Linked DNA regions of Mus musculus: region 1 is linked to region 2. A link is a contact called in public promoter capture Hi-C data. All regions are on one chromosome and are shown on one strand. The core of a region is the stretch at or near the end of the contact, and the rest is flanking DNA. Distances in the headings are between cores, read along the strand shown.

Region 1 (6,648 bases), core at 3,439-5,938, 51 kb after region 2:
TTGCTTGTATTTATGCTCTCAGAAAGAAGAGACAGATTTCTACAGAGACTTGTGATTTATCATAAGACTAATTCAGTTCAGCCGCTCATTACTGTTATCTCTCCCTAGGTACCCCAGTTCAGAATGATTTGCAAGAGTTTTTTGCATTAGTTGATTTTGTTAATCCAGGAATATTAGGGTCTCTGTCGTCTTACAGGAAAATATATGAAGAACCCATCATTATATCAAGAGAGCCTTCTTCTTCTAAGGTATAACTTACTTTAATGATTATTTTTTAAAGAGCAGTATGTCTGGAAGAATAAAATTTTGGTATTCATTTATATACTGTATATTATATTTTTTTTAAGATTTATTTATTATAAGTAAGAACACTGTAGCTGTCTTCAGACACTCCAGAAGAGGGCGCCAGATCTCATTACAGATGGTTGTGAGCTGCCATGTGGTTGCTGAGATTTGAACTCAGGACCTTCAGAAGAGCAGTCAGTGCTCTCAACCGCTGAGCCATCTCTCCAGCCCCAGTATACTGTATATTATTAAATCCAAGATATACCATTCTATATATCTCTAAAGAGGATATGATTAAAAATGTAAGGAAAGCATCCTAGAGGTTGAGGCAGATTGCTGCAAATTCTAGGGGAGGTTGAGCTGCAAAGTATGATTGTATTTAACATACATGTGTGCACACCCATACACACACACACACACACACACACACACACACACCACACACACACACACACACACACACACACACCCACCCACACACCTACCACACACACACCACACACACACACACACACACACACACACACACACACACACACACACACTCTGCAGGTTCAAGGCCAGCAGCCTGCAGCCTGGTTTGCATAGAGACTGCTACAATAGCCAGAGCTGCATAATAGTAAGTTCCTATCTCATGCACCCCACACCCCACACCAAACAAACAATCCTCCCCCACCAAAAAAGTTTGCTTTGGAAATAGTCTCCTATAGCTCAGGCTGACTTTGAACTGACCCACCCATATCCTCAGTGCAGGGAATACAGATATGTGCCAAAGACACAGCTTTATTAGGTGCTAAGTAGAGCAAACCTTGGGCTTCTTGCATGTGGGCAAGCAGTCTAAAATCTGAGACTTTGTCTCAGAAGCCACCACTTTCTCCCCCTAAAATCTGATAGAAATAATTAATGATGCTTTATAATTCCATAATATTTAGTGTTCATTGTAATCATAATTACAGGTATTCTTGTATATAACCATTTTTTAAGTCTGCTCCTTTCTCTATAGGAAGAGAGAGAGTTAGGGGAGAGAAGAGCAACTGAGCTCACGCGCCTCACTGGACGTTTTATCCTTAGAAGAACTCAGGAAGTCATCAATAAATATCTCCCGCCTAAGATAGAGAATGTAGTCTTTTGCCGACCAGGAGCATTGCAGATTGAACTTTACCGAAAGCTGCTGCGCTCTCAGTCTGTGAGGTTCTGTTTGCAAGGACTATTGGAAAATAGTGCTCACCTCATCTGCATAGGGGCCCTAAAGAAGCTGTGCAACCACCCTTGCCTCTTGTTCAGCTCTGTGAAGGTGAGTGGCCGAGGGCCGTGTGGCTTGGGAGCCCAGAAGCCTGAGTGCTGGGCCCTGACGTGGGATTTGTGAGGCTGCCCCCCTGTGTGGCTCCCGTGTGGTTCTGTCGTAGAACCACCAGCCTTTGCCGTGGCCTCTCCCTTCCTAATTTATGTTAATATACTCATTTGGTTTTTGTGATACTATAACAGACACAGAACTGAGCATTAAAATAATTTATTTTTCTTTTTATAAAGTTAATACATAACTGTTGCAGAAAATTTGGAAAATTCAGAAAACCCACAAAAAGAAAATTAACAACTGGTGTGGAGCTGTGGGAGGTAGAGGGAGAATTGCCTTGATCTTGAGGTTGGCCTGGGCTACAGAGTAAGATTCTGTTGCAGAACAGAAACAAAAATAAAAATAAAAATCATTATACAGTCTCCAACTGGCAGAACCACATTTTGGTATATTATTAATAGTACTAGCTAATAGTTATTAAGTATTTTCTGTATACCAAAAATAAAGTGCTTTTCTGGTTTTATTCTTTATGCAAGTATCTGGAATAAGTACTATTACTGTCATCTATTTTTGTTAAGAGAGGGTCTTGCTGTTTTGTGTAGGTTAGTATTATCTTACTGGGTTCTTTAACGAATCCCCCGCTTCAGACTTCAGAATAACCAGGACAGGAAGTACCTTCCACTGTGCTTAGCTTCTGTTCCTAGTTTTGTGGTACACGACTTTAATCTCAATACTCGGGAGGTAGAGGCAGAGGCAGAGGCAGGCAAGACTCTGAATTTTAGGCCAGCCTGGTCTATAGAATAAGTTCCAAGACAGCCTGGGCTAAACTGAGAAACTCAGAAAGGCGGGAGGGTTGGGGGGATCAAACAAACAAAATAGGGATTCAGAGATATTTATGTGTAGCCTTTTTCTTGAACATTTCCCAAATTATATTCTGTCTATAGGTGTGAGTTTGAATGATGACATAGTTGAGTCAGCTGTTTGCATATTTAATATCATAAAGCAGTCTGTGGCATGGTAAGGAGTTTTGAGATTAGAACTGCTATCAGCTCCTTAAATTGGACCTGTTGTTCTTCTGAGAGCGTCTCCTGCAGCTCAGCTTGGCCGTGATGTCCATATGCAGCTGAGCCTGACCCTGGGTTCCGATTCTACTTTCCTGACTTGCCAGCAGCTAGGATTGTAGGTGTGCACAACAGTTCCCAGGTCTAATGCTTTAACTTTTGGCAAAGTTTGTACTTAAGCTGTATCTATAAGCATTGGTTGTCTTGTCTGGAATGCAGAGCTAACAATGACATCGTTGTTTAACAAGAAATGATGGGAAGAACCTAGTAATTCTTCCATGCCTAGTTAAAGAAATTGCACAGTAACCGTTAATGATATTTCCCTGCTCATCATGGAAAACTTGTATTCAATTATTTAGACAGTAAAACCAAAATATGCTCACAAATAACCTTCCCAAACAAAAGCTGTGGGTGCTAACTTATATATGAGATCATTAATTATAATAGAGTGTTGGGACAAAGTTCTCCAAGTTTATCCTATAGTGGATCCTATTTACTTAGTTTATTATGGGAGTGAGCTTTGTGTAACTACAGAAAGCTGGATTATAACAATTTATTAAGCAACTTTTAAAGAAACAGGTTCTATATACAGTGGTAACAATTAAACCCTTTGGGCATGAAGTTCTACAGATATTTAATCAAGTGACTTTACCTAGGCATTGTTTTTTCCTTGTTGAAAGCCAAATTACAATTAAATATGTACCCAGAAAGGTTTGTCCAGTACTACTAAAAAAGGAATATAAGGGGAGTTTAAAATGTAGTTAGCTGCTCAGGTAAATAAGGTCAAAGATGAATATAGTGTGCATAAAAACCAAACCAAAACAAACCTGTCCAGTAGTGTTGGCTCATGCCTTTAATTTCAGCACTCAAGAAGCAGAGACAGGTGATCTCTGAGTTCAAGGCCAGTTTAGACTTCATAGAGAGCTGCAGGCCAGCCTGGTGTCTAGGGTGAGACTCTGAAAGAGGAAAGGGCTCTGAATGAGTCGATGATTTTTGCATCAGGCCCCCAGTTCTTTTTCGACCTGAGATAACAGCAGAAAAGGAAGAAGTCTTTCAGGCAGGCAGTGCTGTAGGTTAACAAAGTTCCAGAAAAGGAGAGGATCCTTCAACTTGGGAGAGGAGAGAGACTCGCCAGTCCTGACCATTTACCCCAACAGGGGTTGTCATCAGGGTCACTCTAAATTCATCTATTTCTATGTCAACTAGGCATTTTAAAGAAAGAATTTCAGAGGTGCCTATAATCATTTTGGAATAAAAGTAATTGGAGTTAAAATGGGGACCCTGGGTTCAATATCCAGCATATCCCTCCACCACAAATTCTAGTTATATAAGCACACTGTGTTATAAGATTTCTCTAGTAGCCTTTTGATGACATCATTACTTCTTATGAAGAAACTGATATGACTTATGACTCAGGCAACTTGTCTAGTTTTGGTTTGTCATCTGGAAAATGTAATGAGCCACTTACAAATCAAGAGAAAAAGTAGTAGGAGAGGAGACAGTGAAAAGGAGAGAGAGTATTGATGAGGATGCCAGGGAGTGAGGGTATTGATAGGAAGTGCCAGGGAGTGAGGGTATTGATAGGGAGTGACAGGGAGTGAGGGTATTGATAGGGAGTGACAGGGAGTGAGGGTATTGATAGGGGAGTGCCAGGGAGTTAGGGTATTGATAGGGAGTGATAGGGGAGTGACAGGAAGTGAGGATATTGATAGGGGAGTGACAGGGCTTTGGAAAGGCCTATGAACTGTGCAGGGAGCATGGGACTGCTTGAAAAGTGGTAATTGTGACCTACAAAGATTTCCTTCACAGTTGGCTTGGAAGTAAATCCCCTGTAAGTTTTGCTCCTTACTTATTAAAACAGTAAATGTGAACGCATATTAACTCATATTTGAACAGGGCAAAGAATTTAGCTCAAGTTGTGAGGAAAATGAAGAAAGAAATCTATGCCAAGGCTTGCTGTCTGTGTTCCCTGCTGGCTACAACCCTCTGCAGTTCTCTGAGGAAGAGTCAGGAAAACTACAGGTGTTAGTCAAGCTCCTGGCAGTGATCCATGAACTTCGTCCCACTGAGAAGTAAGCCAGCGTCTAGCCATTCTGCTGCCGTCTGTCCCTGCCCTGCCTCCACAGTCTCTCGGGGACTTAGGGCCTTTGCTTTACTTTCTCCAAAGAATCAATTTTTGCAAGTCCTCTAGTCACATGGAGGTGAGACCTGGGCTTCTGTGTACTGATGCTCTACAGTCTTTGCTTCTGAGGAGCCTCAGTGAGATTTTACAGTGTTTGGGCTGGTGAGATTGCTCTGCGGTTGAGAACATACTCCTTTCCAGAGGACCTGAGTTTGGTTTCCAGAACCCATACCGGGTCCCTGCAGGGGAATCTGACATCCTCTTCTGGCCCCTGTGGGGACCTGTACTCAACATGTGTGTATGTACACACACACACACACACACACACACACACACACACACACACACACACACACGATTAACACTGAAAAGGCTGTGAGGTGTGAACACTCTGTGTTGATTGCTGCTGGAGCCCATTCTGTGTCTATTTCTTTTCCTGCTGCTCTTTTAAGGCAGCCAGCCCCTGTCTTACTTTTCTCCTTTTACTTTTGCATATAAACATTTCCTTGTTTATTTGATAGAGTTTGAAATTTTTTTTCTTGTATTTTGTTTACTGTGCTCCTTTTTAGGGTGACATCAGAGATGAGGGAGGCAAGGTCTTTGTTCTAGCATCTTAAGACTGGAAGTTTAGATAAGGACTTCAAAGGAGAAGGGAGGAGTCCCTGTGGTTAGTTGTTCAATGCTGCCACTGTGATATCAGGGTTACTATTGTCCTTCACATAGAAAACAATCCAGGCTACTGCTTTAAAACATAATGTAATGACGTTTTGTTTTTGGTTGACAGAGTGATTTTGGTATCCAACTACAGACAAACCTTGAATGTTCTAGAAGAAGTATGTAAGCGTCATGGATATGCTTGTGCAAGACTTGATGGCCAAACACCAGTCTCTCAAAGGCAGCACATTGTTGATAGTTTCAATAGTAAATACTCTACTGATTTTATTTTTTTATTAAGTTCAAAAGCTGGTGGTGTGGGACTTAATCTCATTGGAGGATCTCACTTAATTCTCTATGATATCGATTGGAACCCAGCTACTGATATCCAGGTAGGACTATGCATTAAGATGACACTATGAACGTCCAGAAGCACAGCTGTGATGATGGTGTGTTAATAGCTGTTGTGTTGGGCTCTGGTTTTGTACCCAGTGCTCTGCTGCGTGCTTTCCACTCACTGTCTGTTTAATCTTCACAGCATCTCCCATATGGATATTAGTAGCCTATGTTTTCTACATGTGGAGAGATTTGTTCTCCTTCCAGTGTGAGAATTCAAACCCAAGCTTCAGGTCACACTGTACAGCTAACTTGCAGGGTGTTCATGACCACTGGGGATGACAGTTGTGGAGCCATGATTGACTCGTGGAGGTTGCAGTAAGACTACAACATTAATTTCGTTAGGAAACTTTGTGGAGAAGACCAGGGTTTTTCAGTGTACAGACTACTCTTATGTTTTCTTAAGGTTTTAACAGATAGATTTCTACCTCAGTTGGCATTTCATTAAGGGATCCCGAGACAGCCATGGAGTTTGTGACTTACTAGGCCTCCGAGAACGGAGGAAAGCACCTGTGCTCATTCAATGTTTTACACGGACACTAAAATCAGCAAACACATAAGGCAGGGATCAGGAGGGACGAGGCACGAACTCCATCCCCTCTCCACTCAGAGCTTTATAAACAGTAGTTAATTCTCAGCACCAGTGAGGGACAGTGCCAGCTAAAGGACTTCACCCAAGGTTTGGTGTCCAGAGCTTCTGCTGCGAGCTGGTTCTGTAACATTAGTGCCTCCACGACAGCCTGATGAGTCCTTCGATCGTCTTCCCTCCAGAGGTCAGAGTCACACCACATGAAGCTGGGTGTGATGGTCAGCCTGAGGAGAGATGAAGGATGATG
Region 2 (7,280 bases), core at 1,668-4,167:
CAAAACAAAAAAACAAAACAAAAAGAGAAATGTGGAGCTGCAGGAAGAAGGGTTAGTTTGATTTTCTATAGCACAAAGTCGGTGGTACTGTGTGATGTATTTTGAAGTGACTAGAGTCAGGCATGGGGGCTGAGGCAGGAGGATTGTAAATTCAAGGTTTGCTTGGGCAACTTAATACAACTGCTGAGTATTGGCTTTGTTAAATCAATCTTAGTTCCCTTTTATGAAGCTGGTCACTGCAGGAGGCCAGGGACAGCCTGAAGAAATCCGATGCCCTACATCCCACCTCCAGCTCTCTTCCTAGCACAGAGTTAAGCAGTTTGTACTATGATTTTGCAGCCTCCAGTTTATGTTCTTTTTGTTGTTGTTGTTTTGTTTTTGTTTTTTTTGAGACAGGGTTTCTCTGTGTAGCCCTGGCTGTCCTGGAACTCACTCTGTAGACCAGGCTGGCCTTGAACTCAGAAATCTGCCTGCCTCTGCCTCCCAAGTGCTGGGATTAAAGGCGTGCACCCCCACTGCCCGGCCAGTTTATGCTCTTACCCACGTAGGCAGTCCCAAACCAAATCGGGTGGTGTGAAACTTCACACCAGCCTCCCCACATTCCCCTCTGCACTAATTATAAAGGTCAGATCTCCTCTTCTTTGGGGGATTTTCTCTGAAAGCTTTCTTCCTGGGGGCCTCCCTTATTACATTATTCTGTCCAGGATGGCTCTCCCTTACTCTTATCCTGAGCTATCCTGAGCTATCCATTGCAATGAAGTTCTCCAGGCTTTAGGGGAAAGCTTCTGTTTTCCTTCATGTTGTTTCTGGTACATTGTACTGCGGCCTTTGTCGTGCTCCTCCACTGGGAGCCCCTCATGGCAAGGCCCTTTCTCTAATAAACATCATTTCTGAATGGCTGTTATGTGTCCGCTCCTTTGACAAACCAGCCTGCTGTATTGCTCTTCTCTTAACAGTTCTGGGCCACACTGCCTTTAAAAACCAAAGTGTAGTAGTGCATGCCTTTAATCCCAGTACTCAGGGAGGCAGAGGCAGGTGGATCTCTGTGAGTTCAAGGCCAGCCTGGTCTACATAGGGAGTTCTAGGTCAGCCTGGGCTGCACAGTGATACTTTGTCTAGGTGAGTGTGTGTGTGTGTGTGTGTGTGTGTGTGTGTGTGTGTGTGTAGTGGAAAGGGGATAGAGAACCTTATTACATTGTTTGCTTTGTACTTAAAACTGCTACTGACTGAACTTAAAAAACAAAACGCCTATATTTAAATGTTTATAAAGGGGCTAGAGAGATGGCTCAGCAGTTAAGAGCACTGGCTGCTCTTGCAGAGAACCTGGGTTTAATTGCCAGCACCCACATGGTACCTCACACCTGTCAGTGACTCCAGTTCCAGGGCTTCTGACACCCTCACACAGGCATGTATGCAGGCAAAGCAGCAGTGCACATGAGATACAAATAAGCCATAGAAAAATGTCCATATTTAATCTTTGTACCTGTAGCTTTTCAGATGAAGTGAAATGCTAACTATGAAGAAGAAACTTTAGTTCACACTCAGAAAGCTAGAAGAATTTTAGCACGAGGTTGCATAGCAGGGTGACTGCAGAGAGAGTTGTACAGTATATCTCAAAAAGCCAGAAGGAAGGGTTTCCAAAGTTTTCACCCTAAAAAAAAAATAAGAATTTAAAGCGGTAGGTGTGTTTACCTTGATTACAATACATACACAAGTAAAAGCGTCTCATGGTGCCCATTAATGCGTAGAATTTTTGTGTCTATGTCATTTTAACAAGACTATTTACTTATTTATGTGTCTGCCTGTTTGCTTTTTGAGACAGTCTTGCTATGTAGCCCAGGCTGCTCTCTTATGGTGATCCTTCTGCCTTAACCTCCTGAGTGTTGGGATTATAAGTGTGTGCCAGCATACCTGACTTCACCCCGTGGAAAGAGAGGCACCATAGTAGCAGCAAACAACAGCTTTCCACCTGCAGCGGCCGGAGGGGTCTCACCAGAGACCTCTGCTCAGATGAGGCTGTGCTTCTTAACTTTGCCAAAGAAAATAATTTCAGAAGTCAGTGGGAAGCCAAATTTGAGTTAAGAGATGTTAATGTAGATTTAAGCAAGGCTTTAATAGAAACTGCATCGCTAATTGTGTGAGTGAGTGTGTGTGAGTGTGTGCATCTTAAGAGAAAAAAATCACTAAATATCTTACAACGGTCATATACAACACTGGTGGCTTCTGAAGTTAGACTGGTCAAAGGTTTCTAAAAAACCTTGTTTTCGGAGGAAGGGTCTACTTAAGTTTTATGTCTATGGGTGTTTTGCAGGCACTTAAGTTGGTGTACTTCATGTGTGCAGTGTCCAGAGACACCAGAACAGGATGCATTTTAATTGTCAAACGTGTATAAAATCTAGTGAATGACCTTTAACCACTCTCTCTTTTCAAAGGATCTATCTCCAGAATTCTTAGAGCAGAAGGATCAGCAAGACTTTGTCTATCAAGACCTTGTCTACAATACTTTAAGATAGTGTCTTTTTTTTTTTAAGTTTAAAGGAGCTCTTCTCCTTTTCACGAGAGTCCAATAATCACGCATCTGTTTTTATACTCCTAGACCTTAAAAGGGCTTGTAAAACAGGGGCTGCAACTACTGTAGCTCAGTGTCACTTGAGTAACAGGATTTCGTGTACCTCAGTGGTGCACACACTTCTATGATCCGAATCCTAATTTATTGATTTAAGTTGTGAGGCTTATCGCCTCAGCTAGGACCTGAAGACTGAAACCAAATCGGTTCGTTTTAGATCTAGCAGTCAACCGGAACCAAACCTAGACCCACGTAAAAGGAAGTGCAAAGGTACCTGCAACGGTTGTCCAATCAGAGTCGGGGGCGGGACCAGCACTGCACGCCGTGGTGCGCATGCTCGGCGCCCGGCCCGTGGTTGGCTGTAGGAAGGCGGGAAGCTCGAGCTGGTCGGCGGCAGGCGTTGGTACCTGCTGCGGGGCGCTCGCGATTTCGGTCAGCCTGCGGGGTAGGTCTCTGCAGCGGAGGCCCGGGGAGGCGCGTGCGGGGCCTGGTGCAGGATGGCGCGGGTCCCGGGGAGCTGGGCGAGGCGGCGGGAGCGCCCTCGCTGGCTGGGCAGGGGGCAGGGGGGCGGGTCCTGCGGGCCGAGCGATCTCGGAGGCCACGGCCCCCGAGGCCGCCTGGGGCCAGAGAACATCAGGTGTCAGCCAAGAGCTTGTGGAACCATCTAGCACCTCCCCTAGGCGAATTACCCACCCACTAGTTCTCTCTCGCCCTCTCTCCGCTCCTGGTTTCAACAAACAAACAAAAACACACCATTTACATTAATTATGGAGGATTTTGTAGGTAGGTAGATTGGAGTCCCAAAGTCTAAGGGGAATTTACAGTATGAAATGGAAATCTTATTACCCAACGTGGCTGGAAGCCAAAAAGCAGAAATAGCAAGGCCTGTTGCTAGCTGTTGGAGTTTTATTTATTTTCTTGCATCCTAGAAGTTGCCACACCCTCTTCCCCATGTAGTCCAGAGGAAGGCAGAGATTCTGGCTATGATTCTATAATCCCTCTTGTCTTTCCTCTCCTGGGACCTTTGTTGTTTCTGATTTCATAGGATTTTGTGGATTAAACAGGCAACAGTAATTATAAGTAATAATATTACAGAAAGTATTTGAGTACTGTGTGTCAAGCTTTGTTCTGAATTCTTAAATTAATCTCACCGTTGCATAGTCGTATGCTTGAGTGTGATTAAGAGTGAATAAGACACAAGAGGAGACACGGATTTAAGCTAACTGCAGAATCACCTGCTGGGAAGGTCATTGGTGCACAGTTATTAAGGCAAACATGATGTGCTCCAGATATCAGCCTGGGCTGGCCGTTTTCCTTGGGAGACCTAATCTCAGCCGTAGCGTGTTACAAGCCTCAGAAATCGCAGCATTTCAATAGAGCTGCCAAGTGGCTTTACATCTAGGGCCTGTAAAAAAGGTCTCAGCAAAACTAGTTTACAAACCAGCTAGAGCCGGTCGGAGATGGAAGATCTCAAGTTCAGAGCCAGTCTAGGATCTATAGAGAGCCCTTGTCCTAGAAAACAAAACAAACTAGTAAAGATGCTAATATGTTTTGGGAAATAAACTAATTTCTGTAGTTCACCTTTTTAAAAAAAAGATTTATTTTATGTACACTGTAGCTGTCTTCAGACACACCAGAAGAGGGCATCAGATCCCATGACAGATGGTTGTGAGCCACCATGTGGTTGCTGGGAATTGAACTCAGGACCTCTGGAAGAGTAGTCAGTGCTCTTACCCGCTGAGCCATCTCTCCAGCCCCTGTAGTTTACTTTTAAATGCATCAACAAATTAGATCAACAAAGCACCAGTTTCATAATTTGCTTTAAGGTTGTGCTTGTAGTGATGGTTTGTATTTGAAGAAACCACAGAGCATGACGTCCACCCAAATCTTTTAAATGAGTTAAAATTTGCATCAGATAGTTAATGTATTTCATTTTAACATTAATGAAATTGAGAATAGCTTTCAATGCAATGGTGGATATAAAATAATGCCATATTTGAAAATTTATGGCATTTTAGATTTAACAAAATATGATATATTTAACCAGTGTAGTTTGTTATAAAGATAACATTGTCTTTGTGGGAAATTTGAAGTTTGAAAAGAACTCAGAATAAAAATCACATTTTAATCTAACATGCGGAGATAATCAGTGTTAATGTTATAGCACATATTTTGCTGGTCTTATCATGAAATTCATTTATATTTCTTAAAATTTTACTTACACGTTGTGTGTGTGTGTGTTTGTCTATGTGTGTGTGGGTATGCCTGTGCCATGATGCATGTATAAAATTAGAGGACAACTGGTGGGAGTTGGTTCTCTTCTTCCACCACATATATGGATTCCAGAGATTGAATTCAGGCTTCTTGGTCACCAGGCTTGTCTTTACCCACTGAGCCAGCCATCTTGCCAGCCCAACAATTCATTTGTTTTATTTATATAAACCTTATGTATATAGGCCCAAAGAAAAAAATTTTAAAGTTAACGATTTTACATTTGCTTGTTTTGTTTGTGTGTGAGGGTGTGTGTGTGTACTATGATGTGCCAGCAGAGGTCAGAGAACAACTTGTGGAGGTTGGGTCTTCCTTTTTGCCACACCTTAGTCCTGGAGATTAAACAGGTAATCAGACTTGGTGACAAATGCCTTTAACTGCCAGTCCAGTTTACAGGCCCCAAGTAATAATATTATGTAATATTTTTGGTGTCCTTGTAAATGTGACTATGACTTGCTATATTAGACTAAGTGAGAAGGAATATTCTATTTGTGGTACTAATAATTGGCTCTCAGATTTTCAGAGTTTGAAGCCGTGTGTGTGTGTGTGTGTGTGTGTGTGTGTGTGTGTGTGTGTTTCGAGACAGGGTTTCTCTTTGTAGCCCTGGCCATCTTGGAACTAGCTCTGTAGAACTAGCAGAGATCCACCTGCCTCTGCCTCTGCCTCCTGTGTTCTGGCATTAAAGTCGTGTGCCATAGTTACCACCAGCTTGGATTTATATTTTTAGATCAATTTCTAAAGTTTATATCTGTGGGAAACAATGGGACAGATTTTATTGCCTCATGGAAAGTGCCTAGCTAGTGCACATATTTGAGGAGCCTAAGCTGGTAGTTGGGAGGTACAGAATGCTCTAAGGATAAGGTAGAAAAGCATTTCAACCTCATACAGAGGAAGGAGTGGTCAAAGCCCCAAGGAAAAGAGAACATGTCTAGATGGAGGAGCTGCAGTAAAGACTTAGAAGTTTAGGAGTTGGTGAAGACTGTATTCGGTTGTGAGCATGGCGTGTGATGATTTATTCATCTAGTATTTGTTTATGGACAAGTGGTACTAACATACAGAATCATTTAAGCATATTTTTGATACTTTCTTAGAATAAAATTATATTTCTGAATTAATCAAATGATTTTGGTAACTATATGCTTGGCAAGGGTTGCAGTGAAGTACTGACTGCATATATGACACACGTGTGCACGCGCGCGCGCGCACACACACACACACACACACACACACATGCACGCACACACATTCGTAAGAGGGATGTCTCAGCAGGTCTTCGTTATGTGCTGAAATCTTGAAGGAGTAGGCTGGAATGTGAGTGAAGGGATGAACTAGCCAGGGAGAAAGAGCGGTGAAAAGAAAGCAAGCTTCCTTCTTCCATGTCCTTTGTATAAGCTGCCGCTAGAAGGTGTGTTCTTCAAAAGATCTGGATTAAAGGTCTCTATTTCCACTTCAGAATCTCAAGATTAAATGTGGGCTTCCTACTTCCCATGATTTAATTAAGAAAAAAAATTCCTCACAGTTGGACCAGCCACTTGGCTTTTAGTTAATTCTAGATATAGTTAGGTCGACAACCAAGAATCATCATAGTTACCAAGGCAATTTATATACAAAGAACATGCAGTTTGGGCAGTACAGTTCCAGAGGGTTAGAGCTTATGACCACCATGCAGGGGGGGCATGGTAGTAGGCAGGCTGGTGTGTCCCCAGGGGAGCAGTAGCTGAGGACTTCTGGATTTTCATCCACAGAAAGAAAGACAGAGGAATGGGGCTGGCTTTTGAAATAGCCCAGCCTCAATGGAACAGCTCCTCCAATAAGGCCACACCTACTAATCCTGCCCAAGCAGTTCCATCACTCTATTCAATTACATGAGCCTATGAGGACCATTCTTATTCAAACCGTTACAATAATGGTGAAGAAAGCAGACATGATTGTTGTTATCGTGTGTTGTATTTATTTATTTATTTTATTATTTATTTATTTATTTTTCGAGACAGGGTTTCTCTGTGTAGCCCTGGCTGTCCTGGAATTCACTCTGTAGACCAGGCTGGCCTCAAACTCAGAAATCTGCCTGCCTCTGCTTCCTGAGTGCTGGGATTAAAGGCGTGTGCCACCACTGCCTGGCCCATCTTATCTTTTGAGATGGTCTCTCTCTAACCTTGGAGTTTGGCTAGAGCAGCTGGCTAGCCAGCCCTGAGATGCACCTCTCTTTGGCTGTCTGGAGTTCCTGATTCATGCTGTGTCTGCAGTGACTGTTACATGGGTATTGAGTATTCCCAGCTTAGGGCCTCATGTTTGCACATACCACTTTATTTAATGAAGTCTCCCCTACTTCAACTATTTCTCCATTTATAAGACTATTTTCATTTTATATGTATGATTGTTTATCTCCACGTGTGCATGTCTAATCTGTCAGATCTTCTGGGACTGGAGTTACAGAAATGTG

What was found. Promoter capture Hi-C pulls out the DNA fragments that hold promoters and counts their contacts.
Region 1: a contact with region 2 is called in a promoter capture Hi-C map of liver. The contact joins the enhancer-like site here to the promoter of Rad54b in region 2. A contact is called at or near these places in 11 of 39 promoter capture datasets (the 3T3-L1 cell line, 3T3-L1-derived adipocytes, the C10 cell line and 6 more), 3 of 15 datasets of contacts at CTCF or cohesin (the G1E-ER4 cell line, embryonic stem cells and pro-B cells), 77 of 484 Hi-C or Micro-C datasets (3T3-L1-derived adipocytes, B cells, the Ba/F3 cell line and 36 more), 12 of 115 datasets of contacts at active chromatin or transcription factors (CD8 T cells, the SCID.adh cell line, astrocytes and 5 more) and 4 of 9 other capture datasets (adipose tissue, embryonic stem cells, liver and 1 more).

The regions. Positions count from the first base shown.
Region 1 is chr4:11,604,758-11,611,405 of GRCm38.p6, forward strand. Rad54b (RAD54 homolog B (S. cerevisiae)) reads left to right here. Exons shown (of 15, transcript NM_001039556.3): 9 at 109-248; 10 at 1,289-1,579; 11 at 4,537-4,712; 12 at 5,547-5,808. It overlaps Gm11832 (predicted gene 11832), which reads right to left. Exons shown (of 3, transcript NR_166636.1): 3 at 6,381-6,625. Among named protein-coding and RNA genes, the nearest start is that of Gm11832, 6.9 kb to the right of the region's middle. Within about 2 kb of position 4,689, at least 33 of the 459 cell types and tissues checked have an H3K27ac peak or open chromatin away from gene starts, as enhancers often do. A contact at or near this core is called in the G1E-ER4 cell line, Th1 cells, Th2 cells and 6 more, where this site is marked.
Region 2 is chr4:11,556,003-11,563,282 of GRCm38.p6, forward strand. It overlaps Rad54b (RAD54 homolog B (S. cerevisiae)), which reads left to right and starts at 2,918. Exons shown (of 15, transcript NM_001039556.3): 1 at 2,918-3,011. It overlaps LOC115489931 (predicted GPI-anchored protein 58), which reads right to left and starts at 3,817. Exons shown (of 3, transcript XM_030253962.1): 1 at 3,802-3,817; 2 at 2,841-3,290. The coding sequence starts at 3,817. Gm35693 (a long non-coding RNA gene) reads right to left here and starts at 2,824. Exons shown (of 3, transcript XR_390401.4): 1 at 2,673-2,824; 2 at 1,912-2,029; 3 at 1,450-1,651.